Linked DNA regions of Mus musculus: region 2 is linked to region 1. Evidence: chromatin contacts called from public Hi-C data. All regions are on one chromosome and are shown on one strand. Each heading gives the region's core, a stretch centred on a gene start, on an enhancer-like site or on the middle of the called end of the contact. The rest is flanking DNA. Distances are from core to core; before and after follow the strand shown.

Region 1 (7,248 bases), core at 4,352-6,851:
ATCTCTGTGGAGATCTTGCTTTCTGATTTGACTCTTGGCATAATATCTACAATATGACTTTAAAAAGGAAAGTTAATAAAGCTAGCTGCACAGTTTGTTTGTGTTTACATGAAACAATGTTTTAAAATTAAAAGAAATTTGACACAAACTGTTTCATTGATTTTAACGTAGAGATGAAGAATTGAATTCCTATTTGCAAAGATTAACTTTCAGGAATAAAGTTAACATGTTAAAGCAAACTTTTTGGTTCTCCAAAGGTCTCTAAATTAAACTGAACTCCAATGATACTACTGAACATCATTAACTATGTAAGCACCTGATGTATACTCACTAACCGTCAGTCAGCTCCTTCACAATAATAAAATCCCCAAACTCACAAACTCACTCTAGCTTAGTCATCTAGTAATGTGCCTGTGGGAGAGCCATTTATACATCCTGACCTCATTTTTCACACATACAAGAGAAAAATGACAAAATGCTGTCTTCTCTACAAAAGACCCTTTCCATAAGATTTTATGCTTCTGCTTTTGTATATAAAATGCTAAGGGACTATATATCTTTATTATGGGTTGACAGGAGACTAAAGGAGAAAGTAGTGGAAAAACTTTCTTCTTTTTTTTTTCTCATTTTCCTCCTCTTTCCTCTGCTTCTTCTTTATTTTTCTTGTGAGGCAGGTTCTTGCTACGTTGTCCATCTAACCTGAGGCTCCCAAGCAGCTAGAATTACAGCTGTGTGCCACGGAGCCAGGTAAATTATCTTTCTTAACTAAATTTGAAATGTTTTTATCCCTCCAAAATCACTTCTTGTGCTGGAAGTGGCGAATACTTCAGAGCCTGTGATGAAAATAATACAGATTGTTAATGTCGGTATAGGATATGTAAAGTCAACTCAGAGCCACGCATGTAGCTATGAAGAGAGCAAACAATCCTTCCAGTGATGCTCAACTTAGATTCAAAAACTGGGAAAGGCATCGCAAAAAGCCAAGTTTTTGCATAAACTGGCACAAGAATGGAATGTCAAAATGCTGATCAGAGTTTTGAATGTTTCCAATAAATATCTAAATCAGGAAAAAAAATCATGTCACAAAGATCACTATCAGTCAATCGAGTTGAGCAGTTATAGCAACTCTGCAAAACAAGTTGGTACGACTTGTTTTATGGGGATGCATGCTCCTGGTTATTTGTAGCAGGATCTTCTCTGGAGACAGTATAAAGGTCTATGTGTTGTGGCTCTAACAGGGCAGTTCCTGGGATAAGGAGCTACAACTGCCATGAAGCATTTGTGCTTCACTTCCTAGGTTCAGAGATTTCTCTTCATTTTCAATTTTTTTCAGACCTGCATAGTAGATTCTGATTCATCAAACACAGGTAACAATCAATATTTTAAAAACTAGGCAACAGAAAACCCTAGTCTCCAAGCTTGAATCACTCCATTTATTGTGTGAATATTGGCACGTCTGTAAACTTCTCTAATCTCCAGCTTTGAAATCATTAAAGCTGGGATGACAGCTCATGATATTGCTGTGAATCCAAATGAAGAAATACATATAATGTTTGCCACATTGCAGTGACTCACTGTGTTCTTTATTAGGTCATTTTTTTTCAAACATGAACCTCACAGCAATAATTTCTCCTTTCCAGTGGAGAAAATCTCTTATAAAATAAAATCTTCTAAATAATACCTCAATCTTCTAAACATTAAGTACTGGGCACTATGAAAAAAAGGGACTGTTCTTGTGAGTGTAACAATCACACATTTCAAAAGAAAGCCAGACTGTGCCATGACTCACAGATCACCAACCAGTACTCAGGAAACATCTGAAGAGAATACATGAAGACGTCAGCATTGGGGGCCTATAGCTCAGGAGGTAGGAAGGACAGACATTAAATCGCTGTCAGAATACTACAGGGTGCTATAGACTGCAAGGAGTATGTGGTGGGGGGCAGGGTTGGGGGCTATAGAATGTGACTAAGAATGATAACCTTTATGGAAAGATTCCAGGAAAATGACAACATTCAATGTGAAAATATCCAAGAGTACAATGTCCCCACAGTGGAAACAGGCAGAACAAAGGCACCACCCTGGAGTGTGCAGCTGTTATTTGTTAGCAAACAAAGAGCTTAGTGACAATGGAGTGACAAAATCAATAATAAAATAACTAAAGAAATAAGGTCACAGGTAATGAGTGCGATAGAGGCCAACTCACTGAAACTCTCTTATAAAGGGACTTGGACCTTTAAAGTACACAATTTTCTTAGGATTAAGATGGCAGCCCTGGGGCTTTTGGGGCTCAGAATAGGAAGCTGTGGACTAATTTTGAGACCACTTAAATAATCCAAGTGGGGTATCAATAACAGATATAGATATCAGAGATCCTGTACTGGGCATCATGGAGAATCTGAGTAAATAATATATTATTAAGAAATAGATTACCATGAATTGAGATGGAAAGGGCAATGGTAAAATAAATTTCAGAAGGCAATACAAAAAAATGGGGTTTGGATGTTAACTCTGAGATAGGCAATTAAAAACTATTAATAACTACTCATAGGGTCATAGTCATGAATTAAAGCTTGCCTGGAAAACCAAATGTGGGTCTTTCTAATCAAAAATTTGAGATGACCAATGATACTACTAAAAAAATCACAAAACATGGTGAGACTCTACTACAGAAGTGGCAGTAAATAGGAAAGGACGAATCTTGGGAAGAGTCACAGAACCCTGCTCCTTATCACCTAGAAGCTAGCTTTGTGTCATCTGACTCAGGCACTTGATGCTCAAGAGACACGGGTACTCCAGGTCCATGCAGAATTCTTTGTCTTGTAGCATGGACAATTCATTCTGAACCCACTCATCACCACTGGAGACCTTTCAGTCTCCCAAGAAACACTTAGATGCTCCATTTCCTCAAGGCATTCTTCACTTACCTAAATTTATCCTCTGGAACCTGGAGCCCTTGCCAGGACTTTCTGCATTACACAGGTCTCTGTCAGCCACCTTTAGCAGGCTACAAATAGTTGATGACAGCAACTACAGAATTCCCATCAACACCATTATCATAAAAACTTAATAATGTATGAAATTTAATGTGTGCCAGGAATACTCTTCAGTGTGTTTTAAGTGAAGTCTAAGCCCCCTAATTCCACTATTCTTATTTTCTAGGTGAGAAAATTAAAATGTGAGGGGCTAACGCTTAATCTGGCTGGAAAATTGCAGAAATAAATTTTGATATTAGATCTCAAACACTCCAAAGACCTTAACAATTTGTCTAGGTATCTTCATGTTATTCATTTTTACTAGACCCTAGTACATAGTAAATAATATGTATGAGTTTTGCTTAAATAGACAAATGATTATCTAATGTCTTTTGCTTCCTTTTGGCAGCTACAGCAAAAATTTTACTTACAGAAATTTATTGGCACATTTCTCACTTAATTGGGATTTTGTTAGTTTCTTTCTGCAGATTTCTTTTAATGAAATGTGGAAAAATCACAAGAAACAAGACTTGTTTGCATTTCATCTAAGTGGAGTATATGGCTGATACTTCCTTGAGCTCAATGTGTGGTCATTGTTGTTCAGGACACCTTGGGCAGCTATGTGATAGCTGAGAATTTATGATCACAATGAGGACTAGAGGCCCAGATCGTCTTGAACTTTAAAAGAATGTGATGTATTTTATTACGCAGGCAATTCACTTCAGAACCTCCTTATAATAATATTTTAGGATTAATTTAATAACATAAACCAAACCACAAATTTGTGTTAAGTCTTTACATACAGTAGTACCACAGCATCTTTTTTCCTGCGTGACAAATGCTGGTCTGGGTCCCTTTATTCTGCAGAATTTGTTTCTGACCTGACTGATGGCTGATAAACCCTATCTTCACTGTAGGTCACAGGGATCATTTTCAAAACACAGGATGGTGTCCTTACACACACACGACAGTCTGGGGGTACTGTGTATGAATACACCTGATTACTACTTCTATATATTCTTCATCTAACCTTTATAGAATAACTCACTGCGTGACTAGCAGGCCATGATGTGTCAATACCCCAGCATGCTCACTTCTTGAATGAATCATTTCAATGTCTATGCTTGGTATTCAAGATATCCCTGAGAAAGTATGCTTCAGTCACACACTGGGAGGGCAGGGATAACTGCCCCTTATAGGATGACTTCACTTCCTAGGAACTGTCTCTACCATCCTAGACTAATCCTTCTTGTACTTTCCCTATAAAATGTTCACTTTCATGTGCTGCTGTCAAGTTTGGCTTCCAGTGGAATGCAGACAAAGTCGGCAGATTCTGGTTACTTGAGTTCCTAATGCAATAGTGAGTGAGTCCTCCTGGATATTGCTAGTAGCAGCAGAATACATTTCCCCTCCACTCATTCACATCTCTTCAACTACAATGTGCCCCCTTTAACTGCAACGGTATGTGATCATAGTGGATTTAAGGTGATTATCTGATAGTTCAAGTAAATCCTATGTTTAGGGATGCCAATAAAGCAAACAAGCAAAGAGGTATTTCATAAATGTGACACTTAGTTCACTCACATGTCAAAGCAGATTCTTACTCTTAAGAAGTAGAACTCTGCACAACCCTGCAGTAAGCAGATTGATACACTGTAGACATTTCAGACTCTAGAAATGACAATGATTTTCAAAGCTACTAGAATACGAATTGACTTTCATCGAGTACTTTCTAAACTAAGGACTATTGGCCATTAATTCAACAGTCCTTTTTACAAGATTGATATAAGTAGTGATGTGAACGAATAAAAAATTATATTTTGCCAACACTTCCAAAAGCTTTTCCTCACTGAAACCTAATTTCTGGATTAAAAAATTTAACAAGACTCTTGATAGCTATAAAACTTAAACAAAAATTAATTTCTTTTTAAAAATGATTCACAAAATGCTTTTCAGTTTTAATTTTATATGGCCAATTGCTTTGCTTATGAGTCAATGCAAACTCCTTAAGGACAGCATTAGCTGGAAGACATATCAGCCCTCAATGTCAATACACTAAGGTAAGAAACTTGGTATTACTTCTGCAGTACATAGTTCATTTTAAGTGAAACTTGCTGGCTAGTCTTCCAACAGAGAATGACTTGTGTATTTCATTAATATTATATATATATGTATGTATATATATATATATATATATATATATATATGCATTCCATAATATTATATATATATATATTCCATAATATTATATATATATGTATGTATGTATGTATATATGTTTTTAAAGAAAATCAGTTGCTCTAAAATGTATAACTGTACAAAACTTAAAATCTATTTCTGTGTGATGCAATCTAGCTTCATATTAATTTTAAGCCTTAGAAACTCCTCAGTGTTAATTGGTACTGGTTCTAATGTGTGTTTTTAGATACGAGGTAAACAATTTACTCTAGTATCAAGGAAACATCAGTTAAGATTTTATTAGAATTCTAAAAATGAATAATAAGTCCAGCCCATGCCTGCTGTAATCACTAAAATAAACTCACTGCTCACACTGCTGTGGCTTAGCTAAGCCCTTCTCTCATTCCATCAGCTGTATGGGGCAGCAGCTGGCCTGTTTTTCAACACCACGGGTATGTTTACTGCAGCCATGTAACTTTGTCTCCAAGGGCTGAGGCTGTTGCTAAGGCCTGGACCACACCTTCCCCCTGCTTACCTAAAGTCCATCAGTCATGGTTTCATAATTGGGCAGTTTGAACAGTGTCAACACAAGGACACAGACAAAAATACACTTTCTGTTTCTCCAGGTGCTGCAGCCTCTGCCCCTGTGGTGACAACTAATCATTCCATTGGACTAAAATGATATACTTTAAAAAACAATGTCCTGGCATTGCTGAGACTGTTCGTATAAGGCCATGAAGGTCTACACAGCAAGGATTGCACAATAACCCATTAAAATAAACATTTGCAACCACAGATAGCTGGACTGAAATTCTGTTCTGATACAAATAACATCTGGACAACTTTTGTTTGCATCTTCCAGCATAAAACACCCTTGAGAAAAAATAGAAGGCAAGCGAGAAGACAAAAGACGTCTAAAGGTTTTATTATGCTATGGGTGTGGTGCCATAAATACGAGGGGGTTCAGGCTGGAGTTGCCAAACCTGAATTTAAACAACATGTTGTTTTTAAAAAATTGTAACACTGCTGAGGCACAATTCCGTTTTCTTACATAATTAATCCCGTGTAAAAGAGAGTGACTGGAAATCATCCAGTGGTTTAAAAATAACTCAATTATTTATAAGCTCCACAGAGCTATAGGATTCCACAGAAAGGAAGAAAGTGGAGCATCTTGGTACCAAGAACATTGTGCAGATTTGGCCCAGGCCTGAAGACATCAGCATCACTAATCTGACAGTACAAGTCTACACAGAGGCCAAGGATGCTGCCATTCCCTTGGATCACAGGCCAAGCTTGTGGGAAGGGGAGGGTTTCATTCTTTGAAATGTACATGTAGCTGTTACATATTAGTATAATGTTACAAATACTGAAAGAAAGAGAGAACTGAATAATGTGAAGGAGGAAGAATAGAAGAAGCAGAGAAGGATGGTATGGAGCCTGAAAATGAATAGCTGAGCAAATTTCAAAAGATGCTCAGCATAGTCCATGACTCAGACACCACAGTGAATGGACTCTAATTTCTAATATTGTTCTTTGATATGAAGCAAAATAATTACAAGTTGAAAACTACCAGCAAGTATTACATTCAATATAAAGATAAAGGACTTATCCATAAATAAATCCTTATATAAAATCATATGTTTGGGGCAGACTCACAGCGAACAAGCATATATTTGTGTCAGTTCCAGCTGGCCATATAAAAGCAATGAAAGTTTCTGTTTAGTAATATTAAAATATTGCAAAATGTTTCACAATTATCTCAAGGGTATTTTGCCCTTTACTCAGAGAGGCCTTGTGTAAAGTGGCAATAGTCTCACAGACCTCGCCAGGACTTAGGAGAACATGCTAGGTGGACTCTACCAAATAATTTGATGCTTAAAATCATTCCTTGTTTTACATCAAAACGCTAAAAGTCGACCTTATTTTGTCATATGGTCCAAATCATTTATTGGGGGCATAGTGTGATTAAACTGTATTTTATTTAACCTTGGAAACAAAAGAGAATATGAGACACAATTTTCTCATTTGTTTACAAGGCTGAAGAAGCACAGTTTTGATATGCTAATTCCTATGAAAACAACAATAGATGTCAGCT
Region 2 (7,068 bases), core at 4,019-6,518, 230 kb after region 1:
AAACTTTATAAAAATACAACTCTCATTTTCTAGTATTAAAGAGAAGCTTAAAAAATGTAAACACATGTCTGAGAAAAACTTTCCCTCTCCCTTCCTCCCTCTCTCTCTCTCTCTCTCTCTCTCTCTCTCTCTCTCTCTCTCTCTCTCTCTCTCTTTCTCTCCCTCTCTTTCCTTGTTTCTCTCTGTCTCCCTCTCTCTTCCTATGTCTCTGTCCCTCCTTCCCTTCCCCCTCCCCCACCTCCAGGCCAGGGATCTCTAGAGCTGGCCATTTTCCTGACATAGTCTTAATCTAGTCCTTTATCATAGCACTGCACTTTTGCTCTAAAGGTTTCTGCACTAAAACGTGGGAAGGTGAAGCCATAGTTCAATTCAATTTATTTTTATATTGCCTCTCATACAAAGTCTCTCAAAGCACTTTACAGTAAGAGATAAAATAATCATATAACACTTGACCATGCTTGGAATAGCCACGATCACCCAGACAGCCAGGGGATACAGCAGTGCACACTCACACAGGTCAAATTCCCCTCCTTTCAAAGCCATATAAATGGACATTTCAACAGAGTAGCAGAGCCATATAATATCGCTGGCTGAGCCCTGCCTTGCCCTGCCTTCTCGGGGGACAAGAGTAAAGCTTTGTTTTTTCTATTCAGATCAACCATTCTCTCTTCTAAACCTCTGGTGATCTCAACTGGTGACCAGTTTCCTCCTCACAAGCCAGGATAATGTTTTCTTTCTATTGTTGTCAATTATTTTAATCACTTGTGATTTATGGCTTCCTGGAATGCAGTTAATCTGGTGCTCCTCTTTTCCTTGTCTGTGTTCAGTATTTGGCTCCAAGAGGTAAAGAGAAAAGGCTGGTGGAAGGACTGAAATAAATAATAGTTTGAGGGTTGTTTGTTTGGTCAACCTACAACACACACACACACACACACACACACACACACACACACACACTCACATATACAAGCACATACATATATATACAAACAAACATGTGCACATATATACAAACACATGCACACATACAAACACATACACACAGTGAGAGAGGGGCCAGGGAAAAGAAATCTGAATACGAGATTTGAACACTTGGGATGAATCAGTGGACTTCTGAGGCAGGAAGAAGGAGTAAAGGATAAAGTAGAGTGGTGGATTTTTTTCTCTAGCTAAAACATCTCAAATCAAATAACAATGTCTGGAAATAATAATGAAGAAACCAATCCTGACCAAGAGAAATTAGGTCAAATCGATACATCCAGTTGGAATCTGAACATCCAGTTTGTAGAAGAGTCATCCTAGAGATGGTGCCCAGTAAGGAGAGAGCACAGATGTCAGTGTGAAGGGCTGTATTCATTCAGTTCCTTCAGAATGCAAAGAGCTGCCTGAGATCACCAAGCTGTGGAGACAGTAATTCTCAGAAAAGATCCCTCTCCAAGCTCACTGGGTCCTCGACACACAGCTCTCAAGCATGAAAACAAACTGCGTATCGCCCAAACATGAATTTTTGCAGAGTATAAAAATTAAGAGAAGTCTATGGCTCCAAAAGAATTTCACTATTAAACTCAATAAACAATCTGAAACTTCATGGGGGGACTATGGTTCTAGAAAAAAAATGTGACTTTTTTCATCCTCCACTTCTTGGATCAAGTCACATCTTCATAAAAAAAGATAACAAACTGGAATATATTGCAACTCAGTTTTTGACCTTTGAATATTTCTGTCACCGATTGTCAAAGTTGAGAACTACTCTCTATTCTGAGGTGATGGATTATTTAATTAACCATTGACCTTTCTCCAACATTGCTTGACAATAAGCATAGTCCCATGCAAGCTGCTGGTCAACTCTGTGCTGATTATCAATCAGAGGAGGACATTTTTTGCAATTTAGGTGAACACGCAGAATTGCTTTGTACTGTTTATTTACCTAAACTGACTGTCAAATTAATTTGGTATTTTTCTTTTTAACTATCCACTAGATAAAGAGCAACAGATTCATTATTCTTTTGGAAATTAGACTTTACAAAACAAATGTGTTTGGTGAAACCAAAATGAATCAGCCAATAGGAAAAGCAAGCATTACTTCCTATTAATGAATCACCCAGAAAAGGTTGCAGCAATTCATTTTTATTGCAACCCATCTTTCAAGGTTCCCATTGAATCCAGCCAATTGTAGGAAATATGATCCCCCAGGAGAATAAGGCATGGCCTTTGGAGAGTTCTCACCGTTGTTTATAACTTTCCACATTTTCCTTCAAGGGTTTATTTTCTTTATAGAAGGGAAGGGAGGAGAGAGGAGAGAGAGAGAGAGAGAGAGAGAGAGGAACGAAGGAAAAAGAGAGATGGAAAGAAAGAAAGAAAGAGAGAGAGAGAGGGGGGGGAGGGAGGGAGGGAGAGACAGAGAGAAAAAAAGAAAAGAAAGGAAGGAAGGAAGGAAGGAAGAAAGAAAGAAAGAAAGAAAGAAAGAAAGAAAGAAAGAAAGAAAGAAAGAAAGAAAGAAAGAAAGGAAAGAAGGAAGAAAGGGAGGGAGAGACAGAGAGAAAGAAGAAAGAAAGAAAGAAAGAAAGAAAGAAAGAAAGGAAGAAAGGAAGGAAAGAAGGAAGGAAGGGAGGGAGAGACAGAGAGAAAGAAGAAAGAAAGAAAGAAAGAGAGAGAGACAGAAAGAAAAAATAAAGAAAAGAAAGAAAAAGAGAGAAAGAGAGAAGGGTGAAGAAGGAAGGAAAGAAGAAAGGAAGGTAGAAAGGAAAGAAAGAAGGAAGGAAGGGATGGAGGGAGGGAGGGAGGGAGGGAGGGAGGGAGGGAGGGAGGGAGGGAGAGTAGATTTCAACTAGTTAAGTGTAAGACCAGAAACCATTTCAACAATTAGTTTCTATATTGGTCTAGCCTGGTTTCGTCTGCTCTCAGAAACCCTTCACCTACTTGGTTTCTTTCTTCAGGGATCTTCAGCTTAGACATGGGATGAAGCTTAGAGTTCTGTAGGAGGAAGCTTCCCAAATATGCCACTTCTGAATCCAGCATTTAGAAATGTGACATGTGGGGGACAGCAGTACATTTGCAGACAGACCTATGGTGGTTGCCTTTCCTGCTACCACTACCTTGTTTGCTTCACAATTGTGTAAGGAAACACAATGCAAAGCAACTTAGAGTCAAACAATTCTAGCCTCACCACCATAGGTTCTTTCCTTTAGCATGCACGGGGACGGGGGGCACAATATTGTGCACAATATCTTCTTGCCACCTTTATTTCCTAGTCTATAAAATAGGAATCAAAATAATCATGATTCAATGGAAATACAATGAGATAGCACATGCAAATTCAGATTGAAAAAAATAACACAGCTTCTCCAACATGAGTTTCCAGTTAGTTGAGTGGATACAAACATTATCTTCTCAAAGTTGATCACAATGTAGGAGAGACAGTTCAGCAACAACCATGGGCCATTTCTATTTCCCCAAAGTGCACAGTGTTTAAAGACTTGACATTATGAAAGTATATTGTCTTCATTAATTTATGTTAATTTTTAATGTTGGTATGACTCTATTGCATAATATATACAGAAGCCTCTGTGTATGGTGGTATGCATATATACATGAACACATGCACTAAAAACACATAGATATTGCAGGGTGAAAGAGTTTTGACCTCCAAGAAAGCAGATTTTCATTAAAGTCTTAATCTAGGACATAATACCAAGCATTAATTGTAACAGTGGCTACTTTTAGTTTAATAAGAAAAGAAAAAAATTGCTTAAAAATGAATTGTATATTGAAATTAGCAAAAAAATCCCATTCTATATATATTTATTATAGTGTCTGAAATTAAACTTTCTAATTTTATAGTTACACACACTGGAATGGTATGTGCAATGTACACTTATTTTCCTTTGTATCTGTAAATCATGTTTTTGCTTTGACATCTATCAATTTCCTGTCAAAGCTAAGAGCTTATTTCCTGTGGGAACAGATCCTTATGGGTCTAACATCAGATACCTAGATGGGTAAGTTGTATGTTTGATGCATGGTGACATTAATGTAATATTATGATGGATATCTATTAGCAGGTACATCACCCGAACACACACTCTCTGAACATCTTTGACAGAGGCTGCCCTTTCCCTGTCTGTCAATCCACACTAGAATCATAAGAATGAGCAAATGTGACAGAAAAGGGCTATACCAATTATAGATGAAAGGATAGCATCTACTCCCACCATTTGATGTGATTTATTTGTTGGTCCTTCTGCATTTGGAGGCAGCACACTGCAGCTGTTTATGAAGTGACAAATGGTACCCAATGACAGTGAATGACTTCTCTAATCAATTTAACATGTCTAAATAGTGATCATGAATTGTGGGATTTGTTGAGTGTCTGTGAGTACAGAAATTACTGAATAGTTTTCATTAAAACATATATTTCAAATATACACCTGGAATAGTAACATCAAAGATAACAGAAATAAGAATTTTTAATATAAGGATTAAGTTTTCAGGTGTGTTTTAAGTCCAGTATTTTAAACTTTTCCTTTTTTTTTTTTAAAAAAAAAGAGGTGTTAGTTTTTTAATAAGAGAAGTTTATGGGTTTTTTTTTCTTTTTTAGCTTTATTTGATAGAGGAAGGTCATAATTATCTTGGGTGGGAATATAGTGAAATTGTATAAAGTTTTGGTGGTTTATTTTTCCAAATATCAACTTAAGTTTAAGTTATTATCTAACCCCTTTTAATAAAACTCTTTTGTTATAAATGAATTTATCAATGAATCCACTGTGTACCTTTTATATTTTCTTGAAAACTATGTACTACGAGAGGGGTGGATTGCACTATCAGAGTTATTTCCCTGAACACTATGCATAATTGTTTGAACTTACACATAATTCAGACAAGTTTTTTTTCCCTCTTATAGATAACTAGTATAACAGAGGAAGTCACAAGCTGGGATAACTTTACACAAGAGTATTCACGTATTAATTTCAATTTGTTAGGAGTAGGTAGTCTTTTACATACTCAATACAAAGCACTACTGCTATAAGCCAAGAATGATTTTCCCCTATCTCTGTATTATTCAAATTTATTAAACAATATTTCATGTTTGTTTGACACAATGTCAAACTTGGGCTCCTAAAGAACTGCGGCAGCTTTGGGGCTGTTATGTTTTCTTGGACTTTAATCATTTTTGGCAAGGCTCCACTTCCTGTCAGAAAGTGAAACAGCTTTGGAATGTCATTTTCCCGAAAGAAAACAGAGAGAATCTGAGAGGAAGTTCTCCTCCACTCCAGATCCCCTAAGATACTCAAACACACTCACAGGAGGGCTGGAATACATCAAACATTAGCAGAGGGAAAAGGACACAATTTTCCCACATTAAAATACATGGATAAAGTTGAACTTCTGCTAAAAATAGTTCCCATGACTAATCCTATTAAGTTTAAAAAATTGGGCAGTATCCTCCTTGAAGTGGAATGACTCTCTACCATCACACTCTGCTGAGCCCACCACTCACCCTGAAGCTAGCAGCCCTTCAATATTAGGCCCTCATCTTTCTGTTTACAATGACATCAGACTTAAAGAGGACAGAGTAAGAATGAGAGAGAGAGAGAGAGAGAGAGAGAGAGAGAGAGAGAGAGAGAGAGAGACTTTATTCAACTCTAAGCTATCAAAGGACACCAAATATAAGATATGAGGATCAAAATTATCTCAGTATGCCAAAAATTCTAAAGTGCAATATACATCCTGTACAAATCTACAACATTTTCCCACCCAGTCTTAGACTCCCTGTGTGTCCCCAGGGAGCGATAACACTGCAGAAAGCAAACAAAGATTACTCCTAGCTGTGCCACTTCAAGATGAGAAATGTTGGATGTGACTTGAAGTAGAAAGATATAAACATCTCTCCTCTTTTGGAATTGCAAGCCCCTGGTTTTTGCATGTGAAAGTAGCAAACGAAGAGAGAAAAGGAAGGACTGAAGAAAAAATCACTAAAAAAGGCTGAGCAAGTTGAAAGGTTCTAACCCAAGTTGAGTGCTGTTGTATTCTAGTGAGGGGAAGCCAACACATACCCACCACTTCTGAATTAACAATGATAATCGATACTTTTCTAATCTTTCAGAAAGGGCAGTGACAGGAATATAAAGGAGCTGCAGAGAGTGTCATTCCATACTATGATATTGACATATGTTAGCTAAGTGATTAACAATAGAGAGGTTCAGCTATAGTGAAACCTGAACCCAGCTGATGCCATTAACACATACATCTGATGAACTCTACAGACCACATTAAACAGAGAGAGCACAACGACTATAGGAGAATGGCTTTTAATGAAATCATGTCTAAAAACGGAGGCTGATAAATGTCATCAAGGAGTTCTTTGTGGAACCGGGAGACAGTGACAATCATGCAGACAGTAATTTGAAGAGAAGAACAGGTAACACAGTCCCAAGTACACTGAGATGCCTTAGAGCTTATACACTTTTAAAGCAAAGTGGGTCATCTTTAAATACTGTATTATGATACTAAATAAACAAACAAACAAACAAACAAACCAGTTGATTTAGAGTTTTCCACATTGGCACTGAAGTATGCAATCCTATAAATTCACTATCATAAAACAAATAGTTTTTATTCACTAAATAGTACATATTTGAACCAATCCATAATTTACAAAAGTAGGTCATTAAGTGTTGGATGTATTGCATATATGTGATGCACTTCCTATGACTGTAACCTAGAACTCCATCCATAAGGGCCACTGAACAAAGGGTGTGCTCATCTATAAGCTAAGCACGTTTTTCAGTTTGCCTTATTTGGAGGACAAGTTCCAGCTTCACGGTCACCACACAAGTGAGACCAAATGTTATGACGTTTACGGATGGAAAGAAACTCTCCCAAGTTACAGACACAGGGAGACACAGAACTGAGGATGTGGGAGTCACTTCTAAACTGCCTGCATCGATCTCCAGCTCTGCTACTTCATAATTAACACAGGTACCCTCTTAATCTTTGTCATTTGGGGATTTGTCAAGTCAGGCCCTAAAGAAGAATGTGAGGAGTTAAGATAGAACAGGAATGAGTGAA

The links. Hi-C and Micro-C count contacts between places; a contact is called where the count stands out from the background.
Region 2: a Hi-C map of uterus shows a contact between it and region 1, with 4 times the contacts expected there. The contact joins two enhancer-like sites. A contact is called at or near these places in 4 of 484 Hi-C or Micro-C datasets (embryonic fibroblasts and uterus).

What each region holds. Positions count from the first base shown.
Region 1 is chr2:45,746,499-45,753,746 of GRCm38.p6, reverse strand. No RefSeq gene overlaps it. Among named protein-coding and RNA genes, the nearest start is that of 1700019E08Rik, 54 kb to the right of the region's middle. Within about 2 kb of position 5,601, at least 38 of the 459 cell types and tissues checked have an H3K27ac peak or open chromatin away from gene starts, as enhancers often do. A contact at or near this core is called in uterus, where this site is marked.
Region 2 is chr2:45,513,186-45,520,253 of GRCm38.p6, reverse strand. No RefSeq gene overlaps it. Among named protein-coding and RNA genes, the nearest start is that of Gm30792, 21 kb to the left of the region's middle. Within about 2 kb of position 5,268, at least 41 of the 459 cell types and tissues checked have an H3K27ac peak or open chromatin away from gene starts, as enhancers often do. A contact at or near this core is called in uterus, where this site is marked.